Linked DNA regions of Mus musculus: region 1 is linked to region 2. Evidence: chromatin contacts called from public HiChIP or PLAC-seq data. All regions are on one chromosome and are shown on one strand. Each heading gives the region's core, a stretch centred on a gene start, on an enhancer-like site or on the middle of the called end of the contact. The rest is flanking DNA. Distances are from core to core; before and after follow the strand shown.

Region 1 (5,735 bases), core at 1,717-4,216, 41 kb after region 2:
TCTCAGCTTTTCATTTGTGAGACAGCCATTGTTGAACTACTTGGACCACACCCTGTAAACCAATCTGCTGATAAATCCCCATTTGAAATATATGTGTGTGTGTGTATGTATATATGAATATATCTGGCATGCATCTGGAGTGATTGTTATATGAGATTTGATGGGGTTATTCTTTTGAAGGATTCTCAGTCTTTGCAAAACTTACTTTCCAGATGTGCCTGGCAAACCAGGAAGTCTCCTACAGCTGGCTGAGAATTGCTTAGGTAATGGTTTTTTAAGACAACCCCTAAAGCAGAAAAGAAATGTTAAAATTTGGAAATTGACTTGCTAAAAGTACATTTTGTGTAACAATAGCTTCTAGGGGTTGGGCGTGGTGGTGCACGCCTTTAATCCCAGCACTCGGGAGGCAGAGGCAGGCGGATTTCTGAGTTCGAGGCCAGCCTGGTCTACAGAGTGAGTTCCAGAACAGCCAGGGCTACACAGAGAAACCCTGTCTTGAAAAACCAAAAAAAAAAAAAAAAAAAGAGAGAGAGAGAGAGAGAGGGAGAGAGAGAGAGAGAGAGAGCTTCTAGGAAGCTATAGTGTTCAGTCCTTGAGAGACCGATCCCCCTGCTACTGAGAAGCCTAAATCCATCCTACAGAGTATCTCTCCCAACCCATCAATGATCCCATATACTATAGAACAATATATATATGTATATACACATATATATGTATGTATGTGTATGTATATATGTGTGTGTATATATGTATATATGTGTGAATATATATGTATGTATATATATATTCATATTCATTTTATTAGCGCTGATCCTTTAGATAACTCTTACTAATACAATATTAGTAGGCCAGTCTCATAGGATCCTTAAAAGAAATGAGTTGGAGTAATTAGCTCCAGTTTACCTTCTGAGAGTACCTCCAACGTGTCTGCCCCACCCTACCCCCTCTTCTCAGAGACTTGCTGGCACACACAAGAAGAACTGTGAAGAGTGAACAGAGACTTCCTCAAGGGGAGAATCAAGACAGGCTGTTAGTATGTACAGCCTCACTGGGCTGCGTGTCCCCCACCCCAGGCAAGCTGGCAATCAATGCAGGGCAGTGGGGGAGGAGCTTTACAATGCTCAGATGGCCCCGGAGCACACTACCACGGCACAGCGTGCTGTATCCAATGGGACCGGAAAGAGTCATAAACCCAGCAGAGCTGATTAACAATGACCCAGCCTAGCTGAGCCACAGATGCAGTCACAGCCCTTGTGTCTTGTGTCTCCCACTCTTGGTCTTGATCTCCACGTGTTGTATGCTTGCGGACCTTTTAATATTTGTACAACTTGGGAATATTGGATTGATGGGAAATTTCTTATGAATCATTTGTGCCTTCTCCCAGGAGTGCTACTTCTAAGCGACCCCAGGAAAGTCCTGATAATATTACCCCTCCTGCTTTTAGGAAATATCCTTTTCTGGGCCCAACTGAAGGTCTTTCTTATGCCTAGGAGGTTGTGACTCACAAAAAGATACCAAAGCTCTCCTTATGAGGCTCCACTCCAAGATACTCTTGGAGCATCTGCCCAGGATCAAGATAATACAAACAAAGTAAACTTTAAAGGTAAGCAAAATCCAGTGGGCTAGAGGAGTTGGCAGCAGATCAGATCCAAAGCCTCTTCCTACTCTACCCTCCGGCAACTGTGTGGTATATAAGATCGAGAGCTGCATATAGTATGGCCTTCCAGAAAAAGATATAGCAACAAAGATAGGCTGGAGCCATCTCTGCACTACACAGGGGCTTAGAGTGATGGACAAAGAATGGTGAGGATACCTGACAACAGAATGAAGAATTAAGACCTCCCCTTCTGCGGGGGTGGGGGGGTGGGTGGGGGGGGGTGGCACTCGCCTTTAATCCCAGCACTCGCACTCGGGAGGCAGAGGCAGGCAGATTTTCGCCCAATCATAGGGCGAAGATTTAGAGACGCGATTTCCGGGTTCCAGGAGGAAGAGGCGGAGACAAGATCTAGAAAGGGGCTTTTGGGCCTGGAGCACAGACACCATGTAGGCTACCGGAAGAATTCTGATATAAGAGAGCTGATGAGTGCCCAGCATGGTGGCACACGCCTTTAATCCCAGCACTCAGGAGGCAGAGGCAGGCTGATGAGTTTAGGACGATAGGTTCCGCACCCAGTGGTTGTGTTATCTGCCTAGTTTTAAAATATTAAGTCTGTCTGATGTTTTCCATCTGTGTTGACTCAGGTGGGCAGGCTCCAGGCATTCTCAGGAGGGACGGTTGTTGGGGGGCCTAGCAGCCTCAGCCAGAGGATCAGGCAGGATGTAGGAGCTAAGTCGTGAGGGGCCGCAGCACTGGGCAAGGAGACCAGGCTAGGAGGACATGTGCTTTTTAAAATCACACACATTTGTCTAGTGCTTTGAAATTATAAATGCTGCCAGACTAAGAATAGGGTGCAGTATATTAAGTATGCATGCTTTGGCAGAAAAACTCAGATTCCTTGAAATTGGGTTATAGGTCTGATAATAAAAATCACACCTGTTCTTTCTGAACTTGGTAATTGTAACTGAATCTGCAACTTCAGACCTGCAATGAAAAAATCAAACACATGTGCAGGGAAAAAATGATATGATTTGTATTTCTTGGGAAATCATGCCTCTGTCATTATTTTATGAGATCTATATAAATAAAGAAGCAACCTGATTGCTAGTCAGTCAGAGCTGCAAGAGTCTTCAGCTTTGCTGATTCAATCCTCCTTCACCAACTCTTTACCTCCCCTCTGGGACCTGGCCATCCCTGGGGCTGGCCTCCGGCACCCCCATACATATGAACTGCCACGGGTAAACAGTTTCTGAAAGAAGGGATGCCTGGGCGCAGCAGAAACAAACAACTGCCTCGAAGTCAAATCCTGGCTCCAAGCTGGTGGCCTAGGCTCTGCTGGAGACAGGGTCCCAGCCTGCCTTCTCTCTGTTCATCTGCTTTCTCTAGAGATCTCCAGACAGCTCTCTCTGTTCTCAGTTCTCCAAGCAGTTCTCTCCTGCAAAATTCCCTGGCTAACTTGTAGACCACAAGCCCAGTCTTTTATTTTACATATCAATCCAGTCGTTTATTCCAGGTTCCCTTCGGTTATCCTATGAATCAGCATCCTGTGGCCCAGCCCCATACTTTTGCTTTCACTTTTGCAAAAGAATTCCGCGATCTCCCCTGTGGGCACCGTTCACAGATCCTATCTACTACTGTAATAGACATTCTTCCATGAATGTGTAGTATGTATCAGTGTGTTCGGAATCCAGATGAAGATTCCCTGGAACTGGACATGGGCTGCCATGTGTGTGCTATTGAATGAACCAAGGTGCTATGGGAGAACAACCACTGAGCCATCTCATCTTAGCCTCCAAACATGAATAAAGTTTTGTTCTCTTGGAAAAAAAAAAAAAAGAATTCAGAGATCTGCCTCCCTCTGCTTAGCACGGTCAATGAGCTAGCTGGGTGGGACACAGACATGAAATTACCATTTCTGCCCTACCTGGTCCTGGACTTTGTCCCAAGCTGACATTGAACTCAGGAATCTGCCTGCCTTTGTATCTTTCTGACAAGCTGGCTCATTAATGCAGCTACCTTTGTTCCTTTAGATTTGTGAAGCCACTCATATAATTCATATTGTATCCTTATTTTTGCATAGTTGAGAGAGATGGCTGGAGAGATGGCTCCGCAGTTAAGAACACTGACTGCTCTGCCAGAGGTACTGAGTTCAATTTCCAGCAACCACATGGTAACTCACAACCATCTATAATGGGATCTGATGCCTTCTTCTAGTGTGTCTGAAGACAGCTACAGTGTACTCATATCAATAAGAAATAAACCTTTGGGTTGGTGAGATGGCTCAGTGGGTAAGTGGGTAAGAGCACCCGACTGCTCTTCCTAAGGTCCAGAGTTCAAATCCCAGCAACCACATGGTGGCTCACAACCACCTGTAACAAGATCTGACGCCCTCTTCTGGAGTGTCTGAAGACAGCTACAGTGTACTTACATATAATAAATAAATAAATCTTTTTTAAAAAAAAGAAAAGAAATAAACCTTTAAAAAAATTATAAGGGCGGGAGAGATGGCTCAGTGGTTAAGACTGCTCGTCCTAAGGTCCTGAGTTCAAATCCCAGCAACCACATGGTGGCTCACAACGATCCGTAATGCGATTTGACGCCCTCTTCTGGTGCATCTGAAGACAGCTACAGTGTACTTAGATATAATAAATCTTAAAACAAAACAAAACAAAACAAAACAAAACAAAACAAAACAAAACAAAACAAAACAAAACTGGGTGCACCAGCATCTGTCTGTAATCCCAGTACCAGGCTAAGACAGAGAGATCCCTGGAACTTGGTGGTCAACCATTCTACCTGAATTATTCAATAGAGACCCTGTCTCAAAAACTAAGGTGGAGCTCAATCAAGGAAGACACCCAACATCAATCTCTGCTTCTTTTTCTCTCTTCCTCCCTTCCCCCTCCCACCCCCTCCTACCCCCCACTGAGCAGTGGTGGTACACACCTTTAATCCCAGCTCTTGGGAGGCAGAGGCAGGCAGATTTCTGAGTTCGAGGCCAGCCTGGTCTACAGAGTGAGTTCCAGGACAGCCAGGGCTACACAGAGAAACCCTGTTTCGAAAAACAAAACAAAACAAAAAAAAAACCCAAAAAACCAAAACCAAAACAAAAGTGAAAGCAGTAATGGAAGAGTTGAGCAAAATTGGCTGTTTATGGTGGTGTATGCCTTAATCCCAGCAATGAGAAAGCAGAGGCAGGCAGATCTATGTGGGTTTGAGGCCAGTCTGATCTATATAGTAATTTCCAGGCCAGTCAGTGCTAAATAATGAGACTCTGTCTCAACAAAAACAAAAAGTAAGCGGGGGGGGGGGGGGGGGGGGGGGGAGATATTGAAAGACCCACAACGTTCTGACTCCAGAGAGGTGACACCCCAAATCACTCAAGGTCTTGTTGCAAACTGCAAGAGGACTTTTTATTTCAAGAGCGCTCTCGGGCCTACAGTCATACACCATGCAGGGGTAGAGGACCATGGCACCCTGAGTAGTTGGGTAAGGGGGTATTTAAAGGAAGAAACCACAACTCAAGGGGGTGGGAAGGGCGTGGTTGGAAAATACCAAAAATACCAGTTAAGAGTCACGAGGAAGTGGAAAGTCAAGACAGTTTTCTAGGAGCCTCTAACAATAGCACCTTTGCATAGCGGGTTCCAGCAACAGTCAGGGTGGGTCAGGGTGACTTTCTTTGAATGAACACTTCCTGAACACAGGAAGAGGGTGGGTGAAGGAATGTTGCTATCTGTTTTATGATTAGCATGCCTTGGAGTATTGAGTCACAAAGGTCACATTCTCAAGCATGGGCCTAAAGGCCTAGAATTTTTGTTTTTACGTTATACTTTTTCAATATGACTGTAGGCTTAGATTTTCTTTTTCTTTCTTTCTTTTCTTTTTTTCTTTTTTTTTTTTTTTTTTTTTGGTTTTTCAAGACAGGGTTTCTCTCTGTATAGCCCTGGCTGTCTTGGAACTCACTTTGTAGACCAGGCTGGCCTCGAACTCAGAAATCCACCTGCCTCTACCTCCCAAGTGCTGGGATTAAAGGTGTGCACCACCATCATTTACCCTCCCTTCTAGCCCCTCCATCAGAGGTAGTGGGGAAAGAAGGTTTATAGGAACGGGTTATGGACCTGTTTAAAAGTAGTTCTTT
Region 2 (6,003 bases), core at 404-2,903:
TACCGACCAGCAGTGGACACTGTCAGTACCAAAGCAGACAGCGCAAACTTCCAGCTGCTCAGACAAGCCTGACTCGGTGTGTTTGCTTACAGTTTTTCCAGATTGCTTCACTATGTAACCCAAACCTGTGATCCTCCTGCCTCAGCATTACAAATGCTGGAATTACAGGCATTTGTTACTACAGCTGGCAAATTGTGCATTTTTTTAAAGATTTACTTTTTTTTTATTTAATTTTATTTTTTTTTAGGTATTTTCCTCAAGATTTACTTTTTTAATGTATATAAGTGTTTTGCCTGCACATGATATGCATGTCTACCATATGTATACACCCAGTGCCCGAGAGGTCAGAGGAGGGCATTGGAGCCCATCCCCTGGAACTGGACTTATGGACAGCTGTAAGCCACCTCATAGGTGCTGGGAACTGAACCTGGGTCCTCTGGAAAAGCAGTAAGTGCTCTTAACCACTAAACCATCTCTCCAGCCCATTTTAATCAAAGGTGCTTAGTAGCTCACACAGAGGAACCCACAGTAGTTTGAAGAAAAGAAGAATAGTAGAGGGGAAAGCATGGATTGGAACCCTGGACCAGATAGATCATCTTACCAAAAGCCTCAAATTTTCCCACTACAAGAAGGGACTGAGGGCTGGTGAAATGGCTCAGTGGGTAAGAGCACCCGACTGCTCTTCCGAAGGTCCGAAGTTCAAATCCCAGCAACCACATGGTGGCTCACAACCATCTGTAACATGACCTGACGCCCTCTTCTGGAGTGTCTGGAGACAGCTACAGTGTACTTACTTACATATAATAAATAAATAAATCTTTAAAAAAAAAGAAGGGACTGAGACAGTATTACCTAATACAGATACCCACAACATAGGATTGTTGTAAGAGTCAAGAAGACAGCTTTTAGGCTGCTATACGGCTCAGTTGGTAGAGTGCTTGTTCAGCATGCATCAGTCCCTGGCACAGCATAAAACCTGGTATGATGGTACCTGCCTGTTATCTCAGTACTGAAAGTAGAGGCAAAGGAATGAGAAGTCCATGGTGAGTTTGAAGGCACCCTAGGCTACATGAGACCCTGTCTCAAATAAACAAGAGAAAAGCTTTCAACTTTTATGATCACCACACAAAAATGTAACTGTTTTAACGTTCCAGTGGTATAGATATTAGCTCTAATTTGATGGCTCAATTACATTTTTCACTTTTTTTTTTCTTTTCGAGATGGGGTTTTTCTGTGTAGCCTTGACTGTCCTGGACCAGGCCTCAAACTCATAGATCTGCCTTGCCTCTACTAGGATTAAAGGCATGTGCCACCACTGCCTGGCTGCTTATAAGCTAAGTTTTGGCTTATTATTATTATTATTATTATTATTACTACTACTACTACTATGAGAGTCTCACTGTATAGACTGGCTTCAAATTCTCTTTGTAGATCAGGCTTGCTTCAAGCTCACATATACCTGCCTGTGCTTCTGGAGGGCTGGGATTTGCCTGGGTTGCTTAATTAGAAGGGCACTCTTTTTCTCTATCCTATACGTAGCGTCACGACCATAGATAGACAACTACGCATGCGTCCAATCCTTGCGCGCCTCCATGTTACTATGGCAGCCGGATGCGCAGCTGGCCGGAAGTCAGTACAGTATTTCCGCCTAACAACACTTCCGGGTTGGAAGACGAGCGCTACATTGTCGCTGGGTAGGTTGGATGAGCTTTCCTTGAGTTTCTGCGCCCCAAGTGTGGCGGGCGGCTGCGCTGGTGCCACGTTCCGAGTGAGGCTGCGGCCTGAGGCGGTTGTGCCTGTTCCTCGCCGCCGGGGGCAGTGGGGGCCTGGGAGCCAGGCCGCGGCCCGCGGGTTCCTTCTAGTCTGTTCCTCCGGTCGCCGGCCCGGGACAGAGCAGGGTCAGTCAGAAGCTAGGGTGGTGAGCGGAGGTTGCGCGGGGCCGGAAGTGGGGTTAGTGGGTTAGGCGCTTTTCCGCTCCGTAGTTGAAGCTGAGCGCTTCTCGAGAAACTGCCGGGCTGTTTGGGAAGTTTGTGCGGAAGGGACGGTGGGACCCAGTTTGGAGTCCGTGACTGTACCCTGATAAAGTGGCTTTCGCACCGAGGCTAGTCATCGGGCTTAACGGCATCGCGAGGCCGTTAGGAAATCGGAACACTTCCCAAGACAGAGGATGTCAAGAAATGAACTGCAAGGGCCAGACCTTGTTATGAGGACCTGAAGGCCCTGGAGGTCTGAAAGGATGTTGATTTTACACGAAGAATAACAGACAAAAGAGTTGAGGTTGAGGAGATGGCTTAGCAAGTAAAATACTTGCACAAACATAGGACCGGAGTTTAAACTTTTAGCTTCTCCACTTACACCCTTTTTCCTGCGCATTTAGTGAGGATAAATAATTAAGCTCTAATGCATAAATCCCTCTCGTTCCTCAAGATTGGGTAAGGGTGTGAAGAGATGGTTCAGCGGCTAAGAGCACTTGTTGCTTGTGTAGAAGACTTGGGCCTGGTTCCCAGCAGCCAGTTCTATATAGTAGGTTACACCCATTTATGACTTAAGTTCTAGGGACCTCCACGAGCACCCAGCAGACAGGAGGTGCATTCATACACACAAAATATAATCCTTTTTTTTTTTCTTAATTACAAACAAGGTTCAGGAAAAGTGGTTGTAATTAATTGTTACCGAAGTGACCTCAGCCCTTGGCAAAAATTTCTCTGGGGCCCAAAAAGAGCTCAACAGCTTTAAAAGACAAACAAAAGCCCCCAATAAAAGAGTAACTAAATGTGTTATCACAATAAGGATGTGGAGGAAAATAGGGACCCGACTCCTAATGATGACTCCTAGGAGGGTCAGGAACCAGGGGAGCTCTGGCAGTGGTGCTCAGGGAAGAGACTGATGGATGGCTAGCATATCCATTTCCGTTTTACAGTTTGGTCCTACGCCATTTCAAGTGTTCAATAACTTCATCTGGCTAGTAGCTACCCTAGGGGACACTCGGGTCTAGAGAAACAGAACTTGTTCTGGAGAGTGTTCTGGTTCCAGCCGTGATTTTAATACAGCCCAACTGCCCACTTGTGGGTTTTCCTTCTGTTCTCAGCACAGGGACAGCCAAAAGGAAAGCATTAATTCATGCCAAAAAAAATGAAAACTACTAAGCAGAACCAGATTAGGTTCTGGGGCTACAGTGATTATGTAAGACTGTCTTAGATCCTTAGCCCTAGTTCACTCCTGCTGTGTCATACCTTGCAAAGTCTTTGAAAGGGTCCCCTGCGTCCCTAGGTACCACTTTCCAGATGGGGGATATTTCTGAGGGAGGAAGGTCTAAAACAGAGCTCTGGTACCCCATGGAAGGTGAAGGAACTGCCTTGTAGGTTCAAGTGTTCTTTCATGGCCTCCTCCCTCCAAAACACAGTTTTTACAGCTGCTGTGCACTGCCCAGTATGTTAGGTACCTTCTATAGGAAAGGTGCTTAGCATCTAGGTTGGCTGAAGCCTCTGGTGAGTGAGTGAGTGAGTGAGTGAGAGAGAGTGAGAGAGAGAGAGAGTGAGTGAGTGAGTGAGTGAGTGAGAGAGAGAGAGAGATTGGTTCCGAGTCTGTTAGTAAAACAAACTACAGGTCAGAACATAAAGATAGTGAGAAGAAATCTGAAACACTGTTTTTGGCTGGGTGTGGTGGTACACACCTTTAATCCTGTCTCCCAGGAGACAGAAGCGGTTGGATATCTGTGAGTATAAGGTCTGCCTAGTCTACAGAGGGGGAGTTTTAGGACAGCCAGGGTTACACAGAGACATTCCGTCTGGGGTTTTGGGAGGAGTGCACTGTTTTGAACCACATAAGTATGTCACCTAGTCAAAGATATATTCTAAATATTTATTCTAAATATTTGGACCCAGAAGCAACTCAGATTGAGGAGAGGAATATGAAATGTTTGTAGGTAATTCTTTTTTTTGTTTGTTTTCAAGACAGTGTTTCTCTGTGTAGCCTTGTAGCCTTGACTGTCTTGGAACTCACTCTGTAGACCAGGCTGGCCTCGAACTCAGAAATCCTCCTGCCTCTGCCTCCCAAGTGCTGGGATTAAAGGCGTGCGCCGCCACGCCCGGCTGATAATTCTTTATGTACTGGGGAGGAGGGTCTGAGGGAGGGATTCAGCATCCCACGCTGGCCTCAATCTTACTGTGTAGCTGAGAAGGATCCTCCTAGCTTCACTTCTCAGTGCTAGGTCACAGGTATGTGCAACTGTAGATTTATGGAGTTTTCTTGTTGTGCTGGTCACTATTAAGACACCTCTGCTCTCTTTGTCAGAGGCCAGTGACCCTGCATGAGGTCTGGGGGATATGAAGTGATGTCAAGATGAGACTTGCTTCACTCTAATGAGGGGCTGAGCCGGTGCTTCCAGGCAGTGGAAATGGAGCAGCACACACAAACTGCCTTCCTTTGTGGGATCTGAATGTGCCAGTAGAAGAGAGAGATGTTGAATGACTGAGTAGCTAGTTGCTAATTTTTAAGTTACAAGTGCTTCAGAAAAGCAGATAGCCACAGAGAACAAAGAGAGGCAGCTTTCCTTTGTAAATGGATACTGGTGTTCTTCTAGGATTTCATATGTAGTTTGATCAGATTCATTCCACTACTTCCCCAACTCCTAGATCTACCCCTACTCCCCTCCCTCTCCCCACAATTTCATGTCCTCTTTCTGTTTTACAAATAACCATCCAGTCAGGTTTGTGCTACCATATATTCTGAGTATGGGGCCAGCCTCTGGAGCCATGTCAACCTACCAGGGATCACACCTTAGAGAAAACTGACTCTCCCTTCCCCAGGAGCCTCTGTCACCTCAGTTAGGAGTGGAAGCTCATTAGCCCCTTTCCCAACACATTTGAATATTGACTGGCTTGATCTCATGCAGGCAGCTACATACAGCTGCTGTAAGTTATGAGCACAGCGGCCCTATCATGTCCAGAAGACATGTTTTGCTCCAGTTCCCTCAGGCACCAGTTCTTAAGCTCTTTCCCCTTCTGAGGTGGTCATTGAGCCTTGGAGGGTGGGTCTGGTTGTTCTGTCTGTGGCTAAGCACTCCTCTGACACTTGTTCCCTGGCCTTTGACTGGTTGTGAGTTTCTGCATCAATCAACTGCTGTCCACTGCACAAAGAAGCTTGTGTGACATGGTCTGTGAGCTGCCCTGGTCTGTGGTCAGGACAAGGGTAGATACAGTGATTCTGCCTGGTTAGCACAGCAGCAGTGGTAGCTTCACCCTGGGGCTGGGAGCTCTCTGACCACAGGCTCTGGTCCAGAGTTGCAATACCAAGCATATTTCCTCCTATGGAGCAGGCCTTAAATCCACCCAGAAAGTAGTTGGCTGCCCTTGAGGTAGTTACGCCACTGTTACATCCATAGGCACAGTTTTAGTCCACAGGGCTCGAAACTGGGTAAGACTGGTTTGTCCACCCAGCACCCCACATAGCACCCTCTGATACTATGAAAGCTAGCCAGTATGAAGGAACCTTCCCACCAGGTGCTGTGATGCATGCCGGTAATCTTGGAACTCAGGAGACTGAGATGGGAGGATTGTACCCAGGGTGGGTGCCAACCTGGGCTCTAGAGCAGGACTTTTCTCAGTAAACAAAGCAGAGCAGTATTCTACCTAAACTCACAGGCAGGCAAGGGAGCCCCAACAGCAACAGAGATGTTAAGGAGAGCTAGGAAAGGACTAGGCAGGTTGGGAGAACCACAGCAAGTGCACATCACAGAAGAGGAGTTTGTAAGTGGCATCTGGCCCTAGGCTCTGCAGGGCAGTGTTATTTCTTGCGAACTTGGGAGGGGTGTGTATGTGTCGCACGCACCTATGTGTCTATCATAAAGGCAATGGGTCTAGGCAAAGTGGATCTCACTCAACTTCCTGTGTATTTATGTTCATGACTCCAGATTTGTCATACATTTGTGTTTGACTGTGCTGTTACCCCTGTCCCCACACTTATGTTTAAAATGCCAAAATAAACCATTGTTGTCACATTTTC

Evidence for each region. HiChIP or PLAC-seq counts read pairs in DNA pulled down with a chosen protein or histone mark.
Region 1: an H3K27ac HiChIP or PLAC-seq map of embryonic stem cells shows a contact between it and region 2, with 20 read pairs. The contact joins the enhancer-like site here to the promoter of Ttf1 in region 2. A contact is called at or near these places in 1 of 39 promoter capture datasets (macrophages), 1 of 15 datasets of contacts at CTCF or cohesin (CD8 T cells), 6 of 484 Hi-C or Micro-C datasets (CD4 T cells, CD8 T cells, memory CD8 T cells and 1 more), 9 of 115 datasets of contacts at active chromatin or transcription factors (the 230-238 cell line, CD8 T cells, the SCID.adh cell line and 3 more) and 3 of 9 other capture datasets (adipose tissue, liver and pancreatic islet).

Annotation. Positions count from the first base shown.
Region 1 is chr2:29,097,870-29,103,604 of GRCm38.p6, forward strand. No RefSeq gene overlaps it. Among named protein-coding and RNA genes, the nearest start is that of Setx, 24 kb to the right of the region's middle. Within about 2 kb of position 2,967, at least 106 of the 459 cell types and tissues checked have an H3K27ac peak or open chromatin away from gene starts, as enhancers often do. A contact at or near this core is called in the SCID.adh cell line, adipose tissue, embryonic stem cells and 4 more, where this site is marked.
Region 2 is chr2:29,058,610-29,064,612 of GRCm38.p6, forward strand. Ttf1 (transcription termination factor, RNA polymerase I) reads left to right here and starts at 1,654. Exons shown (of 12, transcript NM_009442.2): 1 at 1,654-1,694.